Linked DNA regions of Mus musculus: all the other regions are linked to region 1. Evidence: chromatin contacts called from public promoter capture Hi-C data. All regions are on one chromosome and are shown on one strand. Each heading gives the region's core, a stretch centred on a gene start, on an enhancer-like site or on the middle of the called end of the contact. The rest is flanking DNA. Distances are from core to core; before and after follow the strand shown. Region 1 overlaps Gm33671 (a long non-coding RNA gene). Region 2 overlaps Ahi1 (Abelson helper integration site 1). Region 3 overlaps Ahi1 (Abelson helper integration site 1). Region 4 overlaps Hbs1l (Hbs1-like (S. cerevisiae)).

What was found. Promoter capture Hi-C pulls out the DNA fragments that hold promoters and counts their contacts.
Region 2: a promoter capture Hi-C map of the HPC-7 cell line shows a contact between it and region 1. The contact joins two enhancer-like sites. A contact is called at or near these places in 8 of 39 promoter capture datasets (3T3-L1-derived adipocytes, the C10 cell line, the HPC-7 cell line and 5 more), 2 of 115 datasets of contacts at active chromatin or transcription factors (CD8 T cells and embryonic stem cells) and 1 of 9 other capture datasets (embryonic stem cells).
Region 3: a contact with region 1 is called in a promoter capture Hi-C map of the HPC-7 cell line. The contact joins two enhancer-like sites. A contact is called at or near these places in 6 of 39 promoter capture datasets (the C10 cell line, the HPC-7 cell line, embryonic stem cells and 2 more), 1 of 115 datasets of contacts at active chromatin or transcription factors (CD8 T cells) and 1 of 9 other capture datasets (adipose tissue).
Region 4: a promoter capture Hi-C map of the HPC-7 cell line shows a contact between it and region 1, with 4 times the contacts expected there. The contact joins two enhancer-like sites. A contact is called at or near these places in 8 of 39 promoter capture datasets (the 3T3-L1 cell line, the C10 cell line, the HPC-7 cell line and 4 more).

The regions. Positions count from the first base shown.
Region 1 is chr10:21,227,069-21,230,194 of GRCm38.p6, reverse strand. Gm33671 (a long non-coding RNA gene) reads right to left here. Exons shown (of 4, transcript XR_380153.2): 4 at 1,737-3,126. Gm33728 (a long non-coding RNA gene) reads left to right here. Exons shown (of 4, transcript XR_380155.3): 4 at 1,157-1,745. Among named protein-coding and RNA genes, the nearest start is that of Gm33671, 12 kb to the right of the region's middle. Within about 2 kb of position 1,479, at least 22 of the 459 cell types and tissues checked have an H3K27ac peak or open chromatin away from gene starts, as enhancers often do. A contact at or near this core is called in the HPC-7 cell line, where this site is marked.
Region 2 is chr10:21,006,862-21,009,987 of GRCm38.p6, reverse strand. It overlaps Ahi1 (Abelson helper integration site 1), which reads right to left. Exons shown (of 24, transcript NM_026203.3): 17 at 2,210-2,236. Among named protein-coding and RNA genes, the nearest start is that of Gm20149, 36 kb to the left of the region's middle. Within about 2 kb of position 1,512, at least 3 of the 459 cell types and tissues checked have an H3K27ac peak or open chromatin away from gene starts, as enhancers often do. A contact at or near this core is called in the HPC-7 cell line, where this site is marked.
Region 3 is chr10:21,026,617-21,029,742 of GRCm38.p6, reverse strand. The region is part of intron 18 of Ahi1 (Abelson helper integration site 1); the gene reads right to left. Among named protein-coding and RNA genes, the nearest start is that of Gm20149, 16 kb to the left of the region's middle. Within about 2 kb of position 1,707, at least 51 of the 459 cell types and tissues checked have an H3K27ac peak or open chromatin away from gene starts, as enhancers often do. A contact at or near this core is called in the HPC-7 cell line, where this site is marked.
Region 4 is chr10:21,360,253-21,363,378 of GRCm38.p6, reverse strand. The region is part of intron 15 of Hbs1l (Hbs1-like (S. cerevisiae)); the gene reads right to left. Among named protein-coding and RNA genes, the nearest start is that of Gm33803, 13 kb to the left of the region's middle. Within about 2 kb of position 1,423, at least 4 of the 459 cell types and tissues checked have an H3K27ac peak or open chromatin away from gene starts, as enhancers often do. A contact at or near this core is called in the HPC-7 cell line, where this site is marked.

The DNA of each region.
Region 1 (3,126 bases), core at 230-2,729:
GGCATATACCCAAAAGATGCTGCAGCATATAACAAGGATACATGCTCTACTATGTTCATAGCAGCCTTATTTATAATAGCCAGAGGCTGGAAAGAAACCAGATGTCCTTCAACAGAGGAATGGATACAGAAAATGTGATACATTTACACAATGGAGTACTACTCAGCTATTAAAAACAATGACTTCATGAAATTCTTAGTCAAATGGATGGAACTAGAAAATATCATCCTGAGTGAGGTAGCCCAATCACAAAAGAACACACATGGTATGCACTCACTCTTGTGGGCCCCTCTCTTTAGATTTAAATTACCTTAGTCTTCATATCCATGTGTGAATAGGGCTGATTTCTAGATAATGTATTTAATTGATTGATCTGTATGCCATCTTCAAAACTCACCTGATGTATTTTCACGTATAGTGAGACATACCGTGATTTCCTACAGCTGTTTCCTAATTCCTTTTACACGGCTTCTCTTTTAATTTTAGAATTATCTTTATTAAAAATTCTAGTAGCATTTTAGTTAGGTTGATGTAAAGTTGTATAATTTCAAAATGACACGTGTTCTTTTGTAAATGATTTTGAGTCGTCCTGGCATCTTTGTCTGCCTAGGGGAAAGTTGCTGATCTTTTCCTTAGGATAGAGGTTAATATTCGTTCCTTTTAGCACCAAGTATTTTATACTCATTTTATTACTGCTATTTAAAAGAAGGATTTTTTCCTTTTATATTTTTTATATACATCATAGAGAATACTGAATTTTCTGGTGTGAGTGTGAGTGTGTGTGTGTGTGTAAGTGTGTCAGCCCCATGATCCCCAGGTCTTGGATGTTCTAGGCAAACCCTCTCCACTGAGATTTGTCTCCAGCCCCATTCTGCGTAGTAATCTTATATTTTAACAGACTCCTGCCTCAGTGGTTGTAGCCAATCTATTGAGTCTTTTATTAATCTGTGTAAATTACATACATGGTTCTGCTTTAAAATTTGTGTTTTCAATATGTGTTATATATAAATGTGTAATGTATGTATTATGTGTGTACACATGTAATATATATAACACACATAAATGTTTATATAATGCCAGTTTCCATTTATTTAGCAGTGAGTACACTTCTTGGATCTGTTGGGATAATAATATTATATTTTTGTTTTATTTTCAGTTCGAGTCTTTCCAATGATCTAAGAAACCATAAGCATTATTTCCAAAGCCTACGCTGACGGCTCTAGTTTAAAATGCATAATCAAGCTACAGTGCTGTGTTGAAGTCACTGCGGGAAGGGATGCCTATCCTGACTATGCCACACAGTCTGCACCGTGCGTGACAGGTAGTCTAGCTTCCTTGAAGTGCACTGAGACTTGTAATGCAGCCTGCTCTGGCACACAGTCCTGCAGCTTGCAGATGAAGTGCCCAGCTGTGCGGCTGTAAGGCTGAGCTCAGAGGTCAGTTGAACTCTCAGGAGCTCTCATGTGACTACTGCCCTTTTCGATGTACTATCTGCAAGAGCGCATCTGCTTGCCCTCTGTCTGTTACTGGGGAAGGCTGCTGGCCTCTTCCCTGGGCATCCTGATTGTGCTAACTTCCTTCTGTACTGTCAAGATAAGGAACATGTCTTGATTTATCAAGGGTCTCTGTCACCGTCACTTGGATCTTATTAATGACATTTATCAACATGGTGGGTGTATGATCTTTTAATCTCATGACTTGTAAAATACTTTTAAAAAATATCAAATGAGTCTTTCTTTGCTGGAATATATAGGTTATTTTATTTTAATGTAAAAATTAAAATGGAACCAAATGTATTTAGAAATGACATGATGCAGTTTCTGTCTCTAGTGGAGTCTCACTATGAAAAAAATAGATTTCTTCACTTTATTGCATTGAAGAAACTGGATAGGTTATTTAAAAAATTAAAAATTGGACTATCTTTTACTTTTTACACCAAGGTGTCTACAAATACACCAGTGGCTAGAGGTAAGCTATGTTGCAAAAAGGGAAAGGTACAAAGCAAATTGGCTCACTCTTCATAATTTGGGGTGGGGGTGGCATTTCTAAAACCATGAAGAAGCACCCTAAAACTAGCCTAGGAGATTCTACAAACACGTCTAAAGCAAATGAGAACCTGGACTAGCACATTTGCAGTTCATAGCAGAGTGCTCTAAAATCCCTGATGTTATACCGCAAAGGCTCTGCGGAATTGGGAGAAGGGAGAGACCTGGAAAACACCGATTTCCCACAGAAAAGGGAGCAGCGGTCCAGACGTGTGCAATGTGTTCGCCTCTGCTCCAAGCAGGAAAGTGCACACTGTGCTGTCAGCTTAGCAGAGCTCCTCACAGGGGACAAATGGAGGTGACTCTGGGAAAGTCTGAGAAAGTCTCGGAAGCCTGAGAAAATGGCAATTTGCATCCAGTCTTTTCCCGACAAATGTACCTGCTTCTGTATAAAATGGTGAGTCTCCAAGATTATGTTACTGTTGATTATTTTAAAGTTGGGTCGGATAGAGAGTGTTCAGATGTCTGTCAAAGAAAACTATTAAGCCATACTATAATCTCTCCAGAAAATGGAAGAGCAGGCTATTGTGAAAAGAGGTCAAAAGCTTTCTTGAAGTTGGTATAGGAAGGGCTTCAGGACCCCAAAGGATGGATAATCAGAGAGCGAAGATGCAGGTACAGCACTGGTCTTCTAACACTGTTGGTAGGGAATGATTGCTGTCACCACACTGGTTGTGTGACCTGGAGACCTACCACGTTCCAGAGTTAGCTACAAATCTTGATCAAACGCCATGAAAAATATATCAATCAACTTTGTCTACTGTCCAAACTTAATAGACACATTAGTGGGAAAAAAACAGAATAAATATTTCCTTGAGTAGACTCGAAATTATCTGGTGGCATTTCCCTTACTGTCTTAGCCACATTTCTCATCTCCACGACAAAGCACCCAACAGAAGTTAGTTTTAGCCCACAGTTCAGAGGGTGCCAGCCACCATGGTGTGGAGGCATGACAGCCAGGGAGGCTCTGTCTCTGGTGGCAGGCGCTTGCAGCGGGGCTTATTCAGGCTGAATAAAACAAAAGCAGATATTATGCTCAAGGCCTGCCCCTCTCCTCCCCTTGTATCCCATCTAGGCTAGC
Region 2 (3,126 bases), core at 263-2,762, 220 kb after region 1:
GGAGAGGCTAGAACCCTCACATCTTTCTCGGAGGGTTCGAAAATACTTTGTCCATTTTGAAAATGAGTTTGAGAATTCCTCAAAATGTTAAAAATAATTATCATGTGATCCAAAAAAATTTCTCACTCCCACACAAATCCCAGAGAAATGAAAACACTGGTGACACCAATCCTGTTCATACCAACACATGGTCATAACACGTTAGTCTTGACACTAAGAGGTAGGAACAACTCTAACGCTGGTAAGCTGAAGGGCAGGTGGGAACCTGCAAGCACGGCACATCCGACCAGGGAGTCCCGGGGATGCAGAGTATCCACAGGGAGCGGTGAGACTCTAAAGGAGAGATGCCAGTCGTGACAGGCCACATACTGCAGCTAGGTGTGCTGGTTCATGCCTGTGATCCAAGCACATGGGGACTGGGATACAAGGATCACAGTGAGTTTGAGGCCAACCTAGGCTACTCAGGGAACATTTTATAAAAATAAAACAAAAACCCCGATTCCTAAACCAAAAGACAGCATATTTGACTCTATTTAATAAAATTCCATATGCAAAATAATCTATGGGAAACACATGAACAGTTACCGTGAGTCTGTATGGATACATGTTATGTTTATAAATTAGCAAGGGCAGTTAACAGACACTTTCTACGTGGGGAACTTGCATAATGCTGAATATAATTAAAAACAGTTAGATACACTTTATTTTCAGACTTATATTAGGCATCATTTTTGTCTTATCGTGAACGATGTATGAAGGCATGCATGTGTCACTGTATGAATGTAAAGGCCAGAGGATAGCCTGTTAGAGTTACTGCTTTACATGTGTGCTGTGGGTCACACTTAGGCTTCTGCAGCACGTGGTGCCTTCATTCACTGAGCTATCTTGCTTACTGTATCTCGTTATGCTGTATTGCTTTGCTGAAGGGAAATGAAGGTGGGATGAGTATGAGGGGAGGGAAGGCTGATGTGGTGAGGAGCTGGGAGGAGGGAGGGAGGGGAAACTGCCACAGGGATGCATTGGATGAGAGAAGAATAAATTAAAAAGGGCATTGTGGTGTATAAATTATATCTCAATGAAAAGCTATTTAAAGTAGTGTAAAAAGGCATTAATAATGTTAATCTTTCCTAATTTTAATTTTCAAATATGTAATTATAGTTTTGATGAGGGTTCATTCTTCATGTGTTCAGTGCTAGGGATACAAAGATGAAAGATGCTCCCTACTACCCTCAGGGAGTTTTCAGGTTAATAGGGCATTCTCCCTAATGACTGGTTAAATGTATACAGAGTCGCTGACTCAACTGACATTGAAATAACATTAGTAGAGAAAACTGCACACATTAGGGATAGAGAAAAGGAGAGGGAAAGAGAGGGAGAGGGAGAGGGAGAGGGAGAGGGAGAGGGAGAGGGAGAGGTCAGAGCTAGTCAGAAAACTGCTACTGCTACCAGCTTTATATATATTACACACTTGGGAGGATTCGGTAATCTTGGAGCTATAATCACTACAACAGTCACTGCTATCAGGAACAAGCTTCCTGAACATCTGCAGCCAAGTCCGAATACAGCTTGTTCTCTTTTCCCCTCCCCATCTTCCTTCCCCTTGTCTATAATCAATATCCGGTTGACTTGTGATAATTAGGTAAACTGCGATGGGTCTTGATGATACTGAATAGCTCATGGTCCTATTGGAAGTCTGGTCCTTCCTGGCATGCCTGTCTCACTCCACGGTAGTGGTGCTGTATGGAGGCATCTTCCAACCACCCTAATTCTTTCTCTTCTGATGTCTCATCTTTTACTATGCAATATATAATTCTATTTGGCAAATGATAAAATGTCAGGAGAGGAGGGAACAATGTAAGGGACTGCATTGTTGACTCCTTAACTGCTTAAAGTAGCTATCATATGTAGTAGATATCATAGAGAGCCTAAAAGAGGATGCCGAATGTGCTGGACCTGCACTGAAATTACATCCCAGTTGCTAGGACTTTAAATCTTCAAAACTTCGAATCTACTTGGCAAATACTCTTCTTGATGAATTCTGGGGGCCGAGTGTTATAATTCTGGTAAAATGGAAGCTCAGTAAGAAAAGAACACATCAGGCAACTTTTATAGGAGCTGTCACCTCTGCAATGGCGCAATCCAATCTGCTCGTACATCACAATAGAAACTTAATTTTAAAGTTGTCTTCCTGGTAATAACAACTACTTACTTTTGCAGCACAGGATCGTATCACCTCCTAAAAGAAATACAATACAATAAACAAGTATTCATAATTTTCTTTAAATAAAGTATTGCTCATTCTAAAACATTCAGATGTCAATCTTCTAATGATCCAAACTAGCATTTGAGAGTTTCCTTGTCACCCTGAATTGTCAGTCTGCATCGTTTCCACTGAGTTGCAAATAGGATAAATTCAAGAGGCTTAACTCTGTTTAGTAGCAAGACCAACTTGCCAATGCCCAAACTTCTGAGGGCCCAGTTCTTCCAGGGGAGATTTGTGTCTTCAATAAGCCTGGCATAAATCCTGTCCTACAACTGAGACAGGTCTAAAAAGATAAGCTCTCAATTGCCTAAAGGACAGTTATTACTATGACTGGCATCAGTGCCTATAATTTCCACATTAGCAATTTTTATCTAATAAAAATCTCATCAATACCATAGATGATAAAGAATGTGACATGTCATTTTAAAAAGCAGAAATGGACTGCTTATAAACCACAGGATAAGGCCACAATGATCACTTTTGAAAAGAAAAGTAGTAGATATCAATGAATAATGGACAAGTTGAAAATTTGCTCCTATGGAGACAATAAAAATATTCAACTCCAGTTAGAATTAGCCAGTATTTATCGTCAGCCTGGTATACTAAAAAAGCAACAACCAACCTCAAGTCTACAACAAACAAATGAACAAGCAAACAACTGTAAAAGAAGAACACTGGGAAATGTAAATAAGAAAACATCTAATAAAAATGTTGTTTCCATCAAAAAAAAAAAGAAAGAAAAAAGAAGAAGAACAACACTGGGTTTTTCTTGTAAAAATGCAAAAGCAGACACTGTTTAATGGAGACGGTAATTCAGTTTCCAAAAGGAGACCTGGGAATCCTGCTTGCTGGGCTGACTCTCA
Region 3 (3,126 bases), core at 458-2,957, 200 kb after region 1:
GCACGACCATGACTTCTGTGCCTGCTGGATTCTTCTAGGCTGGGAGAGTCTGGGGGCAGACCGTCATGGTCACTTGGCCATGAGTTGGGCTGAGCCTCTCCATAGAACAGCCCCCTCCATTAGCACAGCCTAGGTATTTGCCTGGACTAATTTTTAGATCTAAGAAAAGTAATTATTTTCTAAACCAAGGAACAGTTTTCATTAGAGTATTTCTGCCAAAAATATAGTGCTTTTGAAACTACTTTCAAAAAAGGTAAGAACTGTTCAAAAGTCATTCTTAGGTTTCCTTCTTATGACAGTGTTTTCAGAGAGAAAGAAGTGCATTGCAATGAGCACATAGCCCACTCGCTGGACACTCCTAACACAGAGCCTCTGACATGACTGTAAAATGCTGACAGTCACCTCATGCACTCCCTTGTCAGTTTCTGAATGTGTCATCACCCTGGCTCTGAGATGGGCAGGCAAGGTGCTGACTAAGAACAACATAAAGAGTGATTCTTTACATTTCATTCAGTTTTCATTCAAGGAAAAAGCTTCCTGAAAATGCACCAAAATTCTGGAAAATACAACTCTACACTTTCTTGATCTTGAGGTCTCTCCTTCCCAGAAGGCCAGACTCCTAAATCTCATCTCCATTTTTAGCTGACGACTTTCAATAAGTGATGGATATTCATTTTCAGAAAACACTACCAGTAACTTTTATGATATCATAGACACTCACTACTCACCCCAAACTGACTAAACCACAAAATGCAAAAGCTCTTAAGTTCTCTCAGGGAAGCCCTGGGACTATTCCAGTACAGATACTCTCTTCAGCCTGAGGAGAGTAAATGAGAAAATGTAGGCAGCTCTCTTCCTCCCAAAGCTCGTAGTAGATACAACTTTTTTTTTTAAGATTTATTTATTTATTATATGTAAGTACACTGTAGCTGTCTTCAGACACTCCAGAAGAGATTCAGTTATCATTATAGATGGTTGTGAGCCACCATGTGGTTGCTGGGATTTGAACTCAGGGCCTTTGGAAGAGCAGTCTTAACCACTGAGCCATCTCTCCAGCCGGTAGATACAACTTAAGATGCTTAAAACCAGGCTTTATCCTGTAATAGATCTAATGAAGAATTACCCTGAGTCACAGGAATTTATAAAGGAAAGAGGAATTATTATTTATGAAAACACTACCAGTAACTTTTATGATATCATAGACACTCACTACTTTAGTTACAGATGCACCCACTCTAAGTCAGGTAGCAAATAAAATACTTAAAAAAAAAACCTTCCCATTTGTAGAATCAGAATGGTTGCTACAAACACTGGTGGGAAATGCTAGCAGTGCCGGCTGCACAAGGCTGGGAGGGGGGAGGGGAGGGGAGGCTCTCACCGCAAAGCATCATGGGAGCTGCGAGCAGTGAACGAGTGGCCTGAGGACAAGGCTGTACTCATTTTCTTTAAAAAAACACGCAGTAAGTTTATTATCAGAAAAGAAAGTAAAGAACAACTTGTCCTAAATTTGAGTACTTTGAAATGAATTCTAATATTAATTTATATGCCTTATTATGTGAAAATATGCGAAGTTGTCAACTTCATTTGAAAACTATAAAGATGGTAAAATGCAATCAATGGTTGAAGAAAGCCTATTAAGACAGTGAAAGTCTTGTTCTCATGTCAACATGACTCAGCCATTTTACCAGAGCCTCCTCTCCTTGCTCCTCTCACCCCGCCTTGAGTGAACCAAAGTCCCCTCTCTTCCTCCCTGGAGGCACAGTGCTAACTCACAGGCACGGAGCACTTTGGCCTGATTGATTATTCAGTCCTCCGCTTCAGCTGATGGAACGGAAGAGGTTTTGCCGCCTAACAGTTTTAGTCAGTACACCTACAAAGCTCTCTTTTGAAATAATACCCATGGATCATTTGAGGAAGAATTCAGACGAGATTCCTGAAGTGTGCGTCATTGAACACAGGGCTTTGTTTCCCTTTCTAAAATGTAGTGGAAAATTAGAGAACTTTACATATTTTTATTTGAAAAGTAAATATTACTTTTCATCTCTAATATAAAAAAGACCACTCAAGGCCATAGCTTATGTACAGACTAAATTCTCTCTGCTAACTGCTACTAGACTCTCATGCTCTGACCTAACTGATAGAAGTAGGAGATAAACACAATTTCTGTGAAAGTTGCTGGCCAAGCTAGCCTCAAACTCCCTCCTGATCTTTAGCTCCGGATCCTCCTGCCTCTGCCTCCGGAGTGTAGAATTTACAAACGCTTTCTTTTAGTAATAGTGTCAGAGTCATGTTGATAAAAGATCCTAAACTCTTAACTAAGGAAGTTTGTAATTAAGAGCATTACTCACATCCAATTAAAGCAACAATCCTTTACCAAATGATTTTCTTGGGATCAGATATAGACTTGAGTAGAAGTAGACAGAAGAGAACTGAAGTCTATACAGTACCCACAGGCCATGCACAGTGTTAAAATTAAGGTTTGAGTTCCTAAGTCACACGAGTGATATTTCATGTACTCAACATTCACATGAGGCTCAGGGGCTACAATAATGGACTGCGCACAACTGGAGCTCAGGAAAGATGACTAGGATAAGTCTAAGACATCAGACAGTCACTGCTACCTGAGTACCAAAGATGCTGGCATATGCAGGGGAAGAAAGAGCAGAGCTGTGGGGGAACAGTCTATTTAAGCCTGTCAGGGACCAGGAAGCATCTAGCATAAGGAAAGAAAGAGGACTGACTCGCAAGATAAGAAAAAACCCAACAGAGTGTGGTGTCCAGGAAACCACGCATTAGGAAGTAACCAGATGTATTCAAAGCTGGTGATCGGTCAAGGAAGATAAGGAGAAGAACTGGCCACTGGCATTAGCAGCTGCGAGGGCCACTGGTAAGCTTGAAAAGAATATATTAGAAATGTTAAACTTTCATACAATGGAAAATGTCTAGGAACATGTAGGGACAGACTTTCCTTTGGAGTGTGTGAGGTCGTTCATGTGGATGTCATCTTTGCTATGATAAAAGCTATGAACCTGTAACCAGCACATCTGGTCGAAGTCAAACTGAAAGAACCCTGGGATAAATAAAGATTCGAAGGTTAGAAAAAAAGCCAAGTAGGCTGAAAGCCCT
Region 4 (3,126 bases), core at 174-2,673, 130 kb before region 1:
GACATGTTATATCTGGAACCTCTAACCACAATAGTTTGCACTGTGGGAAAGAGAAGCCACCCGGGGATACAGGTGGAGGATTTGCACATCACGCACTAGGTAGTGGGTCCTTACCCTCCCCCCCACCCCCACCCCCGCCATCCTGGAAGAAGAGCTAATAAAGGAAATAAAAATTGTGCAGGGGGCTGTGGATGTGCAAGCCTAGATTTTGGGAACCTTTGTATCAAAAGCAATAATGGCGCACTGAAACTCTAGTACTCCAAAAAAAGGTAACCCGATTTTCTTTCTCAGTGGTACTTGATGATGTGAAGTACAAAGACTCCAAAGTAAGGAGACCCTGAGCAGGCAGAGCCGCCACATGCTACAGAGAGGAGACCAGGTCCAAGTACTCAATGGCTACAGACCTTAAAGTGCTACCCACTGAGAGAGAAATAAGATGAGAATCTAAGAGACGTCTCTTCAGGACCAAAGATTCCCTACTAACCTCACACATGACTAGGTCTTCATGGCGTCCCAAATACCAAAGAAAAGACACACGTGACCCTCATGAGCCTCCCTGAGGTCTTCCCACCATTTGCTGAGCTGTATGTAGACCCTAGAATAACACCAGGACTAACAACTGGGCTGTGAACGAACACACGGGCTTAGATTTCATTTTTGTTCTCTCTCTACAGCATCCTGTATAAAAAGTAGCTAAAAAGAAAACAAAAACAAAAACAAACAAACAAAAGTGCTGTTGGACATAAGTGAGACATCCATTTGAAAACAAGCGAATTGAGAGACCGAGTCCTGGCCTGACTATTCCTAGTCACCTAGTGACACCTGAACAAGAGTCTACTTCGTCTGTAAGCTGGGCAATGCCAACACGGGAGCAGAGTCTCTACTCACAATTCTCAACCCCCGCCCCCCATCTGAAAACTCAGAGTGCTTCTCCTAAATCTGCTGTAAACTATGCAAGCAATTACGTCTGTTGTCTTTCATGTGCTCCTGACCTTAACAAGTTACAGCAGAAGCAATGTGTTTCCAACTGGTGTTGGGTTTGCCTCTTCCTATGACGAGTTTTAAACAGCATGTGTGCATTTAGTGTTCTGATAAAATTCTTTGCATTTCTGAATTCTATAAGAGACCGGCCTAAGGGCATCAGGGACTGACTTTGCTTCACTGGTGATGAGAACAAAATCATCTAGTGTTTTGCTAAGCTTTCATGTTAGGTAACTAATAAACAGCCTCCCTTAAGTAGCCTTTTAAAACTCAGCAAATAGATGGCCATCTGATAGTCAACAAAGGTGCCAAGACCGTTCCCTGGGGAGGAAGCCGACGAGCAAATGTACAGGACAGGATGGCCGTGAGGCTCTCTCTGCCCAGCACCACACGACCAACTACACACAAGACAAACCACAAAGCTCTTAAAGAAAACCCATGGACTTGCCACCAAAGGCACAGATAAGGAAAAGGAACTGGATTTCTTCAAAATTAAGACTGTTACCCACACTGCAGGACACCGAGAGTGAGAAGACAGTTGCTGACTAGACTATCCTCTTAAATCATACTTAGAACAAGCACTGCAAGGCTTTAGTCCCGAGATAAAGTTCTTGTTCTTAAACAGCTGTAATGGTTATATAATTGCAGCTGTATACCGAAATTATACAGAGTATACCAAATCGTGTTCTTAACAATGCAAAGTTTCTTAGATATAATAACTACAAAAATAAAATAGAAATTAAATTTAATATATCTTATAAATTCCTCTGTAGCTTACCATAACAACTAAGGGAAATTTACACATACCTGTATACGTATTTATTGCAGAATTAAGTGCTAACTAAAAAAAGTTTAATTGTTTAGGAAGCATTATTTTAATTTCCTTCTACAACAGCAAGTAGGTATAACCACTTTTCCCATTCCAACTTTATTGTGATAAGCAGTAGAGTAATGGTTCTCAACCTGTGGGGAGTGACTCCTCTGGAGTGGACTGTAGCTCCTTTGACTGGGTGATTCATGATAGCAGCAAAATTACAGGTGTGAAGTAGCAACAACAATAATTCTATGGTGGGGCTCAACACAGCACGAGGAACTGTATTAAAGGGTCGCAGTGTTAGGGAGGTGAGAACCACTGCTGTAGTCTGTTAAAACAGAGGAAAAGCCTCAGCTGATGCTGGCTTTTAAGAAACTATAGACAGGAAGACAGTGTTACTCTTCAAAGTAACTGCCGCCTTGCCCTCCCTCCATTGCTAAATACTAATTACTCCGTGAGTAATCACACCTCCAATAACCTCCTTTTCCAGGAATCTGCTTCATTCATTCCAAAGCAATTAACTGTGACCTATTTGCTGATTGATGCAGGAGTCCTAAATGGCTAGCAATGAAATATTCAATTATAACAACTCTTTTGGTGAAACACTTTTTAAAACATGAATTAAAAATACAATATGCTTATTAAAGTACTTAAATGCCTAATGAACACAATGAGTCCATTTATTCAGAAATAAGAATCATACATAAGGTGAATATGAGTGTCCTATGTAAGTTTCTTCCTGGCTCCATCAAAGCTTTAGCAAGCTGAAAGATCAATTTCTGTTCCTGATGGACTTTACGTCTTCCCTTGGAAGAGTTCCCAGGCTCAAGATCGAAATAAACAGTAAAATCAGTATAGTTAGTAAATCCAGGCTGCACATCTTCCTAGATTACAATAAGGTGTCAGTAATAATACTGCATACTTATGTAAGTAACAGCTTTTCTGAATTTATAAAAACAAGGGTGGTGATGGGGACTTTAAGGCTGAGTACTTAAACTCACTGAGAAACACTCACTCTCTGCTGTCAAGGAGCATCTGCACACTGATCTGATGGGGAAGGAATTGCCTGACTCTTAAGTTACAAATGCAGAGAACTACACGGAGTGTGTGGTCTTAAGTCCACAAGAAGAAAACGACACCCGACATAGAAATCCACAAGTAACATCTTTCTAGGATAGGAAACACTGTAAGAAATTCCCCATCCCACAGAGAAAGTGCTCAAGTGCAGTTACGTCATGCAGGGTCTGAATGAGCCGCTTTAGCACAGCAATTGTGTCCTAAAGCAAGCTGAAAAGAAACAAACTCTGTGTGTGTGTGTGTGTGTGTGTGTG